Linked DNA regions of Mus musculus: all the other regions are linked to region 1. The links are chromatin contacts, called in public promoter capture Hi-C maps. All regions are on one chromosome and are shown on one strand. The core of a region is the stretch at or near the end of the contact, and the rest is flanking DNA. Distances in the headings are between cores, read along the strand shown. Region 1 holds the start of Tspan2os (tetraspanin 2, opposite strand). Region 2 holds the start of Lrig2 (leucine-rich repeats and immunoglobulin-like domains 2). Region 3 holds the start of Hipk1 (homeodomain interacting protein kinase 1).

Evidence for each region. Promoter capture Hi-C pulls out the DNA fragments that hold promoters and counts their contacts. Capture Hi-C pulls out chosen DNA fragments and counts their contacts.
Region 2: a contact with region 1 is called in a promoter capture Hi-C map of adipose tissue, with 3 times the contacts expected there. The contact joins the promoter of Lrig2 here to the promoter of Tspan2os in region 1. A contact is called at or near these places in 1 of 39 promoter capture datasets (pre-B cells) and 1 of 9 other capture datasets (adipose tissue).
Region 3: a contact with region 1 is called in a promoter capture Hi-C map of pre-B cells, with 2.6 times the contacts expected there. The contact joins the promoter of Hipk1 here to the promoter of Tspan2os in region 1. A contact is called at or near these places in 2 of 39 promoter capture datasets (the SN4741 cell line and pre-B cells) and 1 of 115 datasets of contacts at active chromatin or transcription factors (pancreatic cancer cells).

Annotation. Positions count from the first base shown.
Region 1 is chr3:102,732,776-102,737,498 of GRCm38.p6, reverse strand. Tspan2os (tetraspanin 2, opposite strand) reads left to right here and starts at 2,082. Exons shown (of 4, transcript NR_040588.1): 1 at 2,082-2,271. It overlaps Tspan2 (tetraspanin 2), which reads right to left and starts at 2,729. Exons shown (of 8, transcript NM_027533.3): 1 at 2,434-2,729. The coding sequence starts at 2,502.
Region 2 is chr3:104,509,841-104,514,563 of GRCm38.p6, reverse strand. Lrig2 (leucine-rich repeats and immunoglobulin-like domains 2) reads left to right here and starts at 2,646. Exons shown (of 18, transcript NM_001025067.2): 1 at 2,646-3,108. The coding sequence starts at 2,873.
Region 3 is chr3:103,789,425-103,794,147 of GRCm38.p6, reverse strand. It overlaps Hipk1 (homeodomain interacting protein kinase 1), which reads left to right and starts at 2,873. Exons shown (of 16, transcript NM_010432.2): 1 at 2,873-3,153.

The sequences.
Region 1 (4,723 bases), core at 833-3,332:
CAAGCCCCTACTATATAAGGCTGGCTTAGGATACATCACACACGTCCTCAGCACAACTCTGTCCATCTAATTGAACAGATGGGAAGGCAATCCTGGAGGGAAAGCACGCTGGCTCTGGCATGGAGGGAGAGCACACTGACTCTGGCATGGAGGGAGAGCACACTGACTCTGGCAAGCCCCCTCATCTAAGCACACCATGCTTTGGATCTCTGCCCTCAGACCCCCCCTGGCTTTGCCTCTCGGATGGCTCACAATCCTTTGCTCTGCTCCTCATCTGGTGGCTTCCCTCTGCCCACCTCCGTTCTCCCAGGTTGAGCTCCGATATCTCTCAGATGAAGTTGTTTAGGGTCCTCGCTGGTACTGGGATTGCTTTTCTGAACTCTGTACTTAGATCACATATAGAAAAGGCCATCTCCAATCTCAGTGACAGGCACTCAGACTTCACTGGAGTGCTACTTCATCCCTGCGCTTGTGACCCGGGTGTGAAGCTTGTCACTTGGTCACCCTGCCTTACTTTGTTTTTGTTGTTCTCTGTGGGCTGTTCTCTTAGCTGTAGTAGCAGCTTTGGGAACAGCATCTATCTAGTAGTTGTTTGATGGTGATTCTGAAACATGCCCGTGGGTTCAGATTACCTGGATGCCTTCTAGAATAGCTTGCTGGGCTCCTCCCCAACACTGTCTGATTCAGCGAGCCGGGCTGAGTGAAAATATATGTTTCTGAAAATTCCCCAGGGAGCCCTGATGCTGTTGACCCAGGAGCCACATTCTGAGGACAGCTGGGTGACTGAACCTCCCACAGGATGAAGATGGAGGAGGCAGCCTTTGAGTCCTGTCTCTGCCACTCAACAGCTGTGGGACCTATCTGATCCCCCACGTCTTCGTCTATGAAGATGGGGATGCCCTGCTTGCACATGCGCACTGTCCCTAACCCACTGCAAAGGTTTGATAAGTCTGGAGAAGCTGGCACAAAATAAGCACTAAACCCAGCCTGAGAGACTTCCCTCCCTGGCTCACACAAAGTATGTTGTAAGCAGTGAGAGTAACGGGTGTCACTGCAACATGGCACCTATAATTAACAGCCTTCGAAATTAAGCCAGACTTATAAACAAACAAACAAACAAACAAACAAACAAACAATACAGCACAAGGGCGCTCAGAAAGTCTTCTTCCTGGAGTGTGATGGGTGTAAAAGCCAAGTTGTACAAAGTCTATATGTATTTTTAAAATACAGGGGATGTCCCCAGGTACTGCCTCCAGACTGTCCATTGCTAGCCAGTGTTGGTCATGGCCACGCAGTCTCTGAAGAGCTTAGAGTTGCTGGAGTCACCCAGGCTTCAGGGCTGATGGGTTGGTAGTCACAAGTGAGGCCCATCGTTCAATAATTTATTACTTATCGTCCATCCAGCCTCCTCAGAGCAGATGGGACAACCATCGCGGCCAGTCCAGTGGTTTCAAAGCATCCCAAAGCATCTCTGCTCCTGCAGTTACCCACATCCCCTGAAGCGAGACTCGTGTCTTCCCTCAGGGTCTATCTGAGCAGCTACACTGGCTGGCATTCTGTTACTGGAAGGCCAATAGGGACTGTGCAGAATGGGCCTCTGACCGTTTTCCAGGGCTCGGGAGAGAGTATTCCAGGGATGGTACACCTCTAACTATGCCCTGCTAACACAGTAGACTGGGGCCATGGCACTCTCTCTGGCTGTCTCTATGCATCTCTACCCAGGGAATGCTGCCAGGTCTACACCACCCTGCAAAGTTGAATGAGATCATTTCAAGAGTACTGGTTGTACGCAGGGACCCTAGGGGGATGTTGCTGCTCTTCCAAAATCCCTCCATTTTCCAACCCCTCGTAAAAGAGCACCCACCACTGCCCACCCAGAAGACCCCCCCCCCCGCCAATGCCCAAGAAAAGGACGATCTTCCCCACTCTTTCAATTTTCTCTACTGTCCGTTATTTTCCCAACAAACCACCAGAGCCAGGCGGCGTGTCCGCACACTCTTGGTTGGGGCGCCACCCCAGGCAGCCCTACGGTAGGGATTTCCCTCCCAGAGCCTTGGCCCGGCCGCCGGGTTCCCCAGAGAAGGCAGCGCGAGAAGTGGGTGTGTGTACACAGCAGGATGCAGGGAGCACGGGCCGCCAGGCCCCCAGCCCTCGGAATATTGGGGCCCGCTAGATCCCCGCACCTGGCGCCACCCGCCGGGCGATGCCGCCGAAGATGATGGCTTCTTTCGGGGGAGCATCGCACCGTGTCTCCTCTTCTCATCACCTCTGGTAGCTCAAGCTTCTCTATGTCCTATCCCCCTCCATATGTCCCCTCCCTCTTTGTCTGCTTAGCGCCTCTGAACATCCTGCCCTCTCCTATGGCCCAACTCTATTGCGGTCACCTCCCCGGGGACCCTGGCCCCCTAACCGGCCCGCCGGTTCGGGTCTCACCCAGAACAGCAGGTTGAAGCCGAGCAGCAGATACTTGATGCACCGCAGGCCCCCGCGAAAACGCCCCATGCTGCGACCCCGGCGGCGGGCTCCCGATTCCCCAGGCCCGCGCCGAGCCCCGGGAGCGGCGGGCGCCGGTGGAGGGGCGGGGCGGGTTGGGAGGGGCGTGACCTGTGGGCGTGGTCTGCGGGCGGGGATTTGGTCGCGAGCGGCCAGCTGGCTGTGGCTGGGGCGCCCTGGGGTGGAGATCCCGGTCCCACGCACCCGCTCCGGCCCTTGGAGGTAGCACCACCTTCGTCCACGCTGGTGGGCTTGGGCTCCTGTAGCTATCCGAGCATATGTGCGCCCACCCGGAACGCGGGGTCCATTTAATCAGTGCCGGGTGCCCAGACTCCCTTGAGGCCCTCGATGATGGTTGAAGTTATCCTGCGTGTCTATGGAAACCTAGGGAGGTGACTTCAGATGGTAAAGCTAATAGGATCGGTGAAGCCGGTAGAGACTCTGTGGTGAGGCGCCAGGCAGAGTGTCCAGGGCTGCAGTTAAGCAGAGTCCTGCAAGCGCCCAGGCCGCGGGCGGAGGCCGCTGCTGGGGACCCTCCCTCCTGCCGCTGCGTTCCTAGAGGACTGTTACCTTAATAGGCAAGAACTGGGAGTAGGCGCGCCAGGCGGAGGCCCTGGGCCCTGACACTGCTTCCCACCCTGCCCAGTCCAGCCCACCAGATCAGGGAAAGGGAGTCAGACCTCTCACTCACATCCTGCTAGGTTTGATAGATCGGGGGCCTTGAAAGAAGTCCAGATTCTTAGGGTCTAGACTGAGATGTGTAGATCAGGGAAAGGGAGCGAGTTCTGTTTTGCTTTGTTTTTATTAAGCTAGGCGACTGGTGAAGAATCGGGCATTCACTTCAGTTGACTAAGTGTCTACAATATGTGGTGTCAGACGGCACGGGGGAGACAGGAAAGTGTAAAATCAGGGAGCTTGTGCATTAATTTAGCAACACTCTAAGTGCCAATTATAGGCCAGGCATAGTAGCAAGCCCTGGGGACACCAGAAGAATGCCAGGCTTGCTATCACATCTTTACTGGAGGGCACAGATCTGTAAGCAAATTTTTGGAACAAGGTGAGGTGGGTGGGCTAGGAGCTGGGCAAGAGACTGCTTCTGCCTTGACTAAGGAAGGCTTTTCAAGAAGACTGGACCTGATCCTAATTTGTAAAATAGGTGTCAGTAGCTGGGCAGTGGTTGTTCACGCCTTTAATCCCAGCTCTTGGGAGGCAGAGGCAGGCAGATTTCTGAGTTTGAGGCCAGCCTGGTCTACAGAGTGAGTTCCAGGATAGCCAGGGCTATACAGAGAAACCCTGTCTCAAAAAACCAAAACCAAACAAACAAAAAGGTGCCAGTAGAGAGAGCAGGGGGTCAGGGGAGGAAGCAGAGGAAGTACAACCTAGCCTGGGAGCAGGAGTCAGAGAGATGGCCAAGGTGAGGGGAGTCAGGAGCTCACCAGAACAAATCACAGAGGGCAGGCACTTGACTAATGTGACACATTACCCCATTATCTTGGGGCCTCTCTTTCCCATCTCAGTATGGAGATTGTACAACCTGCTTCAAAAGAGTTGTGAAGATTAAGGAGTTAATATATGTACAGTGAGATCAGTGAGGCACATGAGATTATGATATAAGGTAGCCAGGACCTCACCAACCATTCATTCAATTTCTTCCGTGTTACAGTCAGGCATATTTCCATCTTTGAAAAGCTAGTGAATTTTATTTATGAAACTGAGAAGGCAAATGAAAGTGCTGCTTCTGGTAGTAACAGTGAACTGGAGACAAAGATGAAGTCATTAAGTATGCGGAGGCGAAGCCCTGGTTTCAGTTACACTTATAGCTCTCTCTCACCTTGGTTTTGCTTTGAAAGAGGAACTAAATTAATAAGTGGTCTCTACTATCCAGTAGGCATTCAGTAAATCAACTGAGGGAACAGTAATATTATACTGTTGTGTTACATTGTTGAATTTTATGTCTGTAATATTTACAGATTATATATTCTGTAGTCTCTGGAAACAGAATTCCTATTATGATATATAATAAATCCATTGTTCTCTCATCCTGTAACCCTTGTGCATTTACTAGAAATGTTTCATTGCATGCCTAACGTGACACTTTTAGATCTGCAGTATGTACTGAACCCTTAGCTTAGTAACTTTTCCTGTTGCTGTGATAAAGCAGCAAAGGAGGAACCAGCTCACAGTTCAAGCGATGGAAGTTACCGTTACCGCAGCAGGAACTTGAGCTGGC
Region 2 (4,723 bases), core at 1,397-3,896, 1.8 Mb before region 1:
AATGAAAGGCAGAACCTTCACTGAATGAAGCTCAGCTCTCTGGGTTGTCACATGGAAGAAAAAAAAAGAACTTGAATCCTTTTTCTTTTCTTTCTTTTTACTTTTTTGTGTGTGGGTTTCCAGTCAGGGTTTCTCTGTGCAGCCCTGGCTGTCCTGGAACTCACTCCACAGACCAAGCTGACCTAGAACTCAAGATCAGCTCGCCTCTGCCTCCCTCGTGCTGGGATCAAAGACATGTGATACCTGGATCTTTTCTTAATCATATGCAAAAGTCAATACTCGGCCCAGGGAGATTTTTCATGAGATAAAGGTGCTTGTTGTTCTAAGCTGATGACCTGCGTTCAGTCCCTAGGATCCACAAAAAGATGAAGGGAGAGACTTACTTGACAAGGATGTCTACTCTGACCTCTATGCTAAAATCATGGCATACACACACACCACCAAATATCACACACACACACACACACACACACACACACACACACACACACACACCCCAGTGGTTGGAGGGATGGCTTATTAGTTAAGAGCACTGAGTGCTTTTCCAGAAGATCCAGGTTCAATTCCCAGCACTCAGAGGATATCTTACAACAAATGGCCTGTAATTCTATTCTCACAACCATCTGTAATGGGATCGGATGCCCTCTTCTGGTGTGTCTGAAGACAGCAACAATGTACTCACATACATAAAATAAATAAATAAATACATAAATAAATCTTAAAATAAATTTGCTTGTGACCCAAGCACTCAGGAGGCTGAGACTGAATGCTCTTGAGTTCAAGGCCACCTTGGACTACAGACTGAGACCTCTATGCTGTAAAAATATAATTGGAGTTGGGCTGGGTAGAGAGATGGCTAGGCAGTTAAGAGCACTGGCTGTCCCCCGCAGAAACCCAGGTTTCATCTCTGGCACCTACAGCCTTCTGTGACTCTAGTCTCAGAGGATCCCTTGCCTTCTTCTGGCCTCCTCAGGGACTACATACATGTGGTACACAGATAACTTATGTTAGCAAAACACTCACACACACTGAAAAAAAAAAATCAGGGGCTGGAGAGATGGCTAAGCTCTTGTTCCTCTTCCAGAAAGCCCTTGGAGGCCAGAAGAGGGCGTTAGAATCCTCGAAGCTGGACTTCATGCTGTCCAGTGTGTGTGTGCTGGGAACTGAACCCTGGTCCTCTGCAGGAGCATTGTGTGTTTACTGAACAGCTAAGCCATCTCTGCTGTCCCCGAAGTGTACATTTTTGATGAAGTCCAATATCTCTATCACTTTTCTGGCTTCACATTTTGCTTCAATGGTAATAAATAGTAGTTGCTGTTAGTTTTCATGGTCATGTTTACTGGGAGAAGAAGGGAGAAGAAGCTGAAGGAGACACCTTTCTAAAAGTCCTCTGCAGTAGACAAGCACACGAGGACAGTCAGAAAAGTAATTTTAACCCAAAGGCATGACATGGATGGAAATGGTGTGTGTGTGTGTGTGTGTGTGTGTGTGTGTGTGTGTGTGTGTGTAAGTGCCACAGGGTGCATATGGTGATCAGAGGACAGGGACTTGCAGGAGTCAGTTGTCTCATTCTACCATGTGGGGTCTGCGAATTCAACTTAGGTTGATACACTTGGTGGCAAAGCTATTATTGATGAAGCATCTTACCCACCCTGTTTTTCGTTTCTCCTCTTCTTTCATACAAAGCATACTATGCAGATGAGGCTGAACTGGGACTTGGGTTCTCCTGCCTCAAATTCCCAAGGAGTGCTCAGACTGCAGGCGTGCTGGTCCACACCTGGCTTGCAAAGTCTTTGAAAAGTATAGACACTATATGTCAGTGAACCATTACTGATATTTTCATTTTTACTCATTTTGTAGGTAACACACAGCGGAGAGATCACAAGGTAGCTAGATTCCGCTGTTCCCAGTAAGTCTTTTTACTTCAGGATAATTTCCTTCCAGTCTTCTTAACTTTGTTGATTGCTCAAAAACCTCAAACAGAAACCAGAAAACCCACATCCTCAAACCAACGTTTTATCTATTTGTCCCACTTGTTCTTCTGAAGATGAAACAATATTTTCCCAAATCGAGGAAAGAATTTTCTTTAGAGACAATTATTGAACTCCAGGCTACTGTAGAAGCCGGAGGTGTACTGACTAAATAGCGCCTCTGCCAATGGGAACTTGAAGTCCTTTCACAGTGACAGCGTGCCATGCTCCGGGAGAACCAACTGCCACATTTTTTCAGGGCAGGGAGTTCGGCCGCAGAGGCCGCCCTGGTTGGGCTCCGGAGACTGATGTGGTCGAAGTTAGGTTTAGATCGCGCACTTATTTGCAGCTGCTGCTTGGCATGCAGCCCTTGTGCCATTCCCTTCTGCAGGAGCCTACAGAATAGGTCTTTTTTCACTACTACTGCAGATCAACCGCAGTGAGGATTTGGCGTTTCGGGTTTCGCTTTTTCCATTCTATTTCAAGGCCCTAGTGCGCCCACAAGCGGAGGAATAGCTGCAGAACTGCAGAAGCAGCTCGGAAAAGGAGAAAGGGCCGCTGTAATGCTCGCCTCCTAGGGGGCGGGGCAATCGTAGGCCTCGCCTCTCTCAGAACCCAATTTCCGACGCAACCTCATCCCGGGGCTCCGATTGGCTGGCTGCTGAGCGTGAGTACGTTGCGTCGCGGGGCGGGGCGGACGAGCGGTGTCTGTCAGGGTTTCAGCTCTACGCCCCCGACCGCCGCCCCCTCCCCTGCGGTAGCGTCGTTTCCTCCTCTCGCCCGCTCTGAGAGGGGACAAGTGACAGCCCGGGCTCCGGGTGGCGGTTTAGCCTCCGGGCATCTCTCCTCAGCCGACTCTCTGAGCTAGCTGCTGTTCTCGAGCGGGTCCCGGCCAGGGGAAGATGGCGGCCGCGCCCCGCGGCATCTGGGAGCAGCGGCGCCTGGGCTGTGGGTTGGGACCCCTCGCACGGTTGCTCATCCTTGCGCAGGCGCTGCGGCTGCTGCCCGCTGCCCGAGCCGGCCTGTGCCCGGCGCCCTGCGCCTGCCGTCTTCCTCTGCTGGACTGCAGTCGCAGGAAGCTGCCCGCGCCCAGCTGGAGGGCACTGTCGGGCCCGCTGCCCTCCGACATCTCCAGCCTGTGAGTAGAGGGTCCCAGGGCGCGGTCGCCACCGAGTTCGGAAGGGAGCTGCCTTATTGAGATTGTGAACTTTGAATGTTAGGGTTTCCCGGTACTCGTGGGAAGATAGGGGTTAAGATCTGGGGTCTGTGACGTTCCGGGCTGGAGATGTTTAATGTTGGACTCACGGGTCCTGAGCAGCACAGCTGAGACTCTGGATGGCTGTGGGTCGGGTCCAAGTGCAAAGCCCTCTTTGGGCTGCATCATTTTTTTTTTTTTTTTTTTTTAAAATTCCAGCTTGACTGGTCCTTGGGCACGTGATGCAAACACGATCTCTCCCAAAGATACAGGATCTCTCTTTTGTCCCCAGTTCTCCCATCGGCTCATTGTATGTTTCAGTTTTGATACTTGAGTTCTTGATAGGGTTGAAAACCTCTGCATGCCTAAGGAAGATCATTGCTGATCTCTAATGTTTTGTAAGAGCAGTTATTCTTTAGTAGTCAGTTTAAAGAGGGGAAAGATTTTTTTTCCCCAAATCACGATACTTTGTCTTCACTATGTTCCTTTGAGTTAAAGAACCTTCATTTCAGATCTCTTTGTTTATGTATGAGAATCCAGTGCAGTGATCGAGTGGATTCTCTAGCTCTGACTTTAAATCCTGACAAACTTGTATTAGCTAGTGGCATTTGGAGAGCTCACTGCTCTGAGTCAGTAGGCATTAAATAGAACAGTAGGTATTAAATGCTGCAATTATGAGACTTCTTAGCCACCAACATACAGTTATGTCTCTGCCACTAACTGATCAACGTGCTTATTAATTGACTTCTAGAGTTACCTCTGAAAAAGAGTTATCACTAAAAATAGTTTTGTGATATAATTAAAATACAAAGATTGGTTAGGTTCTTAATGGAAAAAGAATACAGGTAGAACATCTGTATTGCAGAGGTTAAGTATACATTTGCAGAACGTATTTATAGGTTAGCATAGATAGGAAAGAAGCTAATTCCTGTATTCATTGAGAAAATTAGTAACTGCTACAGTTACTATAGAATTGCAATATAGTAATACAGCTCCTGTCATTTTGTGGTGGTTATATCTGAGGCTTATTCTGGTTTGACTCAGACTTTAGTATTATCATTTAGCATAGTCTGAATTAATCCAAGCACAGCATCTTCTTTATACAGTAGGTGCCTTTTTTGAAGAAATTGATGAGACAGCTACCTGATTATGATAGACTGAATCTGACATAGGTTTAAAAACAGTCTGACTTAATGTAACTAATTGAAGTAAACATGGCCTGCTTTTGAAGATCCTTCAGTGAGACTTGCTGAGTGTGTTTGTTTAGTATGCATGAAGTTGGGTTTGAACATTAGTGCTGAAAAAAATAAGAAAAAAATCATTAGCAAGTATATAGTAATGTTACCAAAGATGCTAATTGCCAGAAGATAACTGACATTTGGATTTATTTATTTATTAATTTTATTTATTTATTTATTTTGTTTTTTACCTTTTGTGTTTTGAGAGGGGATACTGCCAGGTAGCTCAGGATAAGCAACTCTCCATCCTCCTGCCTCAGCTTACTGACTGCTGCCCACCATTCCCAGCTTGCATTCAGAAAATTGAAATAAAAATTAAA
Region 3 (4,723 bases), core at 1,624-4,123, 1.1 Mb before region 1:
ACCCTTGTCCAAGAAACCTTTGTGTCTTCTCTGAGCCACTGCGGGCATCTCCTAAGCACTCACCCCGCTTCCTCCCTTGCTCCTGTCTGCTCCCCAAACACACAGTCTCGCACAACTTATTTCAAACCACACTAGTTCTCTGCTGAAATCCTCTAAAGGCATTTGCTCAGAATAGAAGTCAAAGTTCTTTTTTGTGCTCTTTTGAAACTGGATCTCACTTTGTAGATCTAGCTGGCTTGGAACTTTCTATGTAGACCAGGCTTGGCTCAAATCCACAGAGATTATCTTGTCTCTGCTTCTTGGGAAGTGACTTTAAAAAAAAATTTAGTTTTTGAGACTAAGTCTCAAGTAGCTCAGGCTGGCCTTGAAATCCAGATCTTCCTGTCTCTCCCTCCCAAGTGCTGGGATTACAGGCCTGTGCTACCAGGACTGACTAAAAGTAACTTTGTACCTGCAGCACTGACCACAGCCCCAGTCCTTCTCCAGCTGCTCGCTCTTGTCTGAGAGAGGAAGTACTTGTTCTGCCCCTTTCTCCACTCACTGACCTTCCCACTACCATGTCCTGCTCCTCTGATCAAGCCTCTGCTTTTCAAAACTCTTGAGTCTACCTGCCTTACCAATCCTGCATCCAGTTAGTTCCTTTAGTGTATAGGCTGTGCTGTTTCCTCCTTAATTTCCAGCAATGTCCCGCACATAGGAGATACTCTATAGATTTGTTGAATGGAAAACAGACTATGCAGCACTAAACTTTGAAGCTTTGTTGACTGAAACATGCTTAGATATTTTCTTCTCTGATGGTCTTCTCTGACTCCATTATTCAAGTCATGTATATTTGTGTGGCATTTTTCCTCACTGGATTGAAAACTCTGGGGGGGGGGGAGAAGACTACATCCTACTCATCTTTCATCTGAACTGGTATCTAGGGAGTGTCTGGCATAAAGCAGTTTGTTGGACGAATGAGTGAATGACATTAGAGAGGAAAAAAATACTACACTTTTAAACATTCCCTGAAGACTGAGACAGATTGAAAAAAAAAAAAAACAAGTCAAGAACAACGAAAACAGAGACTAATTATATGAAGAGCTGGTACAAATAAACAGGTAGGTGACAGGGCTGAGTGAGAATGCAGGAGTCAATCAGGAAAGGCTCTGACATGTAACATCTGAGATGTTTTCAAACACAAAAGAGACATAACTTGAGAGTAAATGAAAAGCCAGTCATAGAGTTCTGGTGAGGTAGGGCAAAATGAGCAATTCATAACTAAAGCTTGTTTGTTAAGCAGATCTGTTTAACACCAGGCCTTTTTCTTGGCTATCTAAGCAGGCATGTTCATTCATTCTGTGTCTTGGTATTTCCAGGGCCAGCCCAACATGAGGACTTTATGTTCTCTAAACACTCAAGAAAGGAAGTTTCTGTGAAAATATGCAAGGGAATCTGTCCTGTGGGATTGAACATTTTGCTAACCCTGGCTCTCCAGGGAAATGAACTTCCTCCCCATTCCCAATGTTAAGAGGAGAAACTCAAACGACTTTCCTTAAAAGGTATGATAGGATAGCCTAGAAAACATTTTGTTAGGTGAAGATCCAAAGAAATCATGGATGTATGAGTGAGGACTGAAAAATATAACTGATAGAAAGGCCTCTCCTAGACCTGCTCTCTGCTCACAGGACACAGGTAAAAATCTATGGTGGTGGATAGTCAGTTAGGGGTTCAGACTGTTCTTGTAAGAAAGAACACATTTTCCATCTCCTCCTCTTTCTTTTTTTTTTTTTTTTTTTTTTTTGGTTTTCAGAGACAGGGTTTCTCTGTGTAGCCCTGGCTGTCCTGGAACTCACTCTGTAGACCAGGCTGGCCTCGAACTCAGAAATCCCGCCTGTCTCTGCCTCCCAAGTGCTGGGATTAAAGGCGTGCGCCACCACTGCCCGGCACTCCTCTTTCTTTTAGGTAGGGCCTCTCTATGTAGATCAAGTTGACAAACTCACAAGAGATCCATCTGCCTCTCCTTCCAGAATCTTGGGTTTAAAGGCATGAATCCTGGGTTTAAAGGCACGTACCATCCTACCTTACTCTTATAAATACTCGACTCCAAGAAATGTTTCTCATTTTAAGAACCAACATTTTACAGCGCGGAAGGCATATCAAGTCCCACAGAATCTCTTGAGGCTGAGTTGGCAACTGTCTACTAAGATAACCTAGTTTTCAGGGTCATTTTTCTTAAACATTATGCCAGGTCCACTTTCCGGAATCCACCGCCTTTCTACCCTTCGTGGAGGTAAGACAATTTTTGTTTACTGCATGCATGGAGGAGCTGAGTTCGGATATTTTATTTCCTAACAGATTCTACGGTGGGAGCGCTTCAGCACAGGGAGGCATCTAAATCCCTTATGCTGCCCTGAAATCGACATGGCAGCAAACAATTTAAGTAAAAACTGAGAATTCTAAACCCTCAGAGTCATCCCCAGGTAGTCAATGTCTCCCTGCGCTGCCCAATCGCTGGGATGTGATTGGGATGTTGGGGGAAAATCACACTGGTTTGGGGTGATGTCACACTAGCTGAGATGACATCTAACTGTAAGAAACCCGACCGCCACCAAACGCCGGTTAAACGACCTCGGAGACTGCTGTGCGGAGAGGACTGGGAAACCGGTCCCCACACACTGTCCACGCTGGCTCCCCACGGAGGCCCACCCACACCCGCGGCCCGGGGCAAGATGCAGTGATCTCAGCCCTCCCGCTCCTCCGCACTTCCGCCTCAGTAGGTGTCATGGCGCTAGGTGGCTGAATGGTTCCGGCGAGGCGGGGCCGGCGGGATGGAGGCGGTCGCTCGGGGCTCCACTTGTCGGGTCTGGTGACAACGGCGGCTGCGGAGCGAAGGGCCGGGCCGTGGCCCCGGACCGCAGGGGAGGCCGAGGCGGGAGCGCTCGGCGCTGAGGCGGCGGCGGCGGGAAGGGGCCGGGTGGCAGGGCAGGCGGGAGGCTGGCGAGGCTCCGGCCGCAGGACGGGCGCGGGGACGGCTCCGGGGGGCGGGGGCCGGGGCCGGGGCCGGCTCGTGCGGGGGGTATGATGACCCGGCTGCGGGGCCCCGGATCGCCTCTCCTCCGCCGCCTCCTCGCGGCGGCCCCGACTCGAGGCTGAGAACTACACACACCGGCGGTGAGTCAGGCTCGGCGAGGGGCTGGGGTCGTGGACTTTGGGAGTCGGCGCCCCGAGGTGGGACGGAGCGAGCCGCAGACTCCCTTGGGTAGCCGGCTTGCTTGGGGTGCCTCTCTCGCCAGGCCCCGCGCGGCCCTAGGCGCCTGGTCGCGAGCGGCCAGGCGCGACTGCGTGCCGGAGAAAATGGGCAGCTCCCCCTGCCTCCTGCCTTTCCCTCCAGATCGTGTTGTCCTCAGGTGACAGGGGTCCGTCTGGCATCTCCCCACCGTACAGATCTCCACCCCAACCGCGGACTGCGGTGGCAGGTTCTTGTGCTTGTGCGTGTGCATGTCACCCCACTCCCTGTAGCTGTAGTTTGGGCGTATTGGTGCCTTTGGGGACCGGGAAACCGCATCTAGAGTAAATCGTGGTGGTCGGGCTGGTATGGAAGCTTTTCTGTTCTCTTGGTTCATGTTCTGTAGTCTTTGAGTATGTAATTTGTGATGGTGGTAACGCTGTGTGGGGACCAGCCCACCTATATGTTTATCTCTGCAAGGCAAAGCTAGAGGTCTAAACTTTTGCAGTCCGTCGTCGCCTTTAAAGCCAAGAACAACAAAATCCAAAACATTAAAAGATGGAAACAACCAAAAGCCTTTGGGTAGGACCCACACTATAAACAGCTCTGTAGGGCAGCGTCCCCCTTTTGTGCTTGGCAACCGAGACCTAAAAACTTGGTCTCTAGGAGCGTTGGTCTAACCTCCAGTTTGTTGTGGTGACGAACCGTGAGCAATGGCCTGTGTGTTTATGCTGGGCGCGTTTTCTTTCCTGTTTGGGAATGGGTACTGGAACGGGAAGCCGGAGAGGGGGTGGGGGCAAGCTCCAGTAAGTGAATCTTTTCTCTACATAACCAGTGACTCAGTTGTGGATACTCATAAGATGCGCATTCTTGTCTCTTTGGTGACACTTTGAGAATTCTCAGTAGTGTAGTGCAGCCACAAACAAGAGTTTCAAATGTAGACTCCGTTGCCCCAGTCCGCTCTTTATCTTGTTTCCTAGTAACTGATGAAAACAGCAGCATGGCTTCCTGCTGTAGACGGAGTGGGGTTAAATTAAGTGGCGGATGGCCTCAGCAAAACCTACAATTTTGCTCTTGTTTGTGTAAAGCTATTTTTGATTCATGGTCTGTAAGATTTTGTTTTTTTTGTTTTTTTTTGTTTTTTTTTTGGTTAAGATGATAGAGAATGCAAACCATTGCCAATTTTTTTTGGGGGTGGGGGTTGCTCAGTTAAAAGCCTAAAGCTTCCTGTAAAACATTTAAAAACCTAACGACTCATTTTACCTCATCACTGTTATTCAACTGGTTATTTTAAGACTTTGCATGCAATTTTCTCAGGACTCAGTGTTGCAATGTGATGGAGTCTTTTAGATACTCTCCTTGGCAGCACACACCTTTAATGCCAGCACTCCAGAGGCAGAGGCAGGAGCATCTCTGTGAGTTCAAGGCCAGCCTGGGTCTACAGAGTGAGTTCCAGAACAGCCAGGGCTACACAGAGAAACCCTGTCTCAAAAAACCAAACCAACCAACCGAACA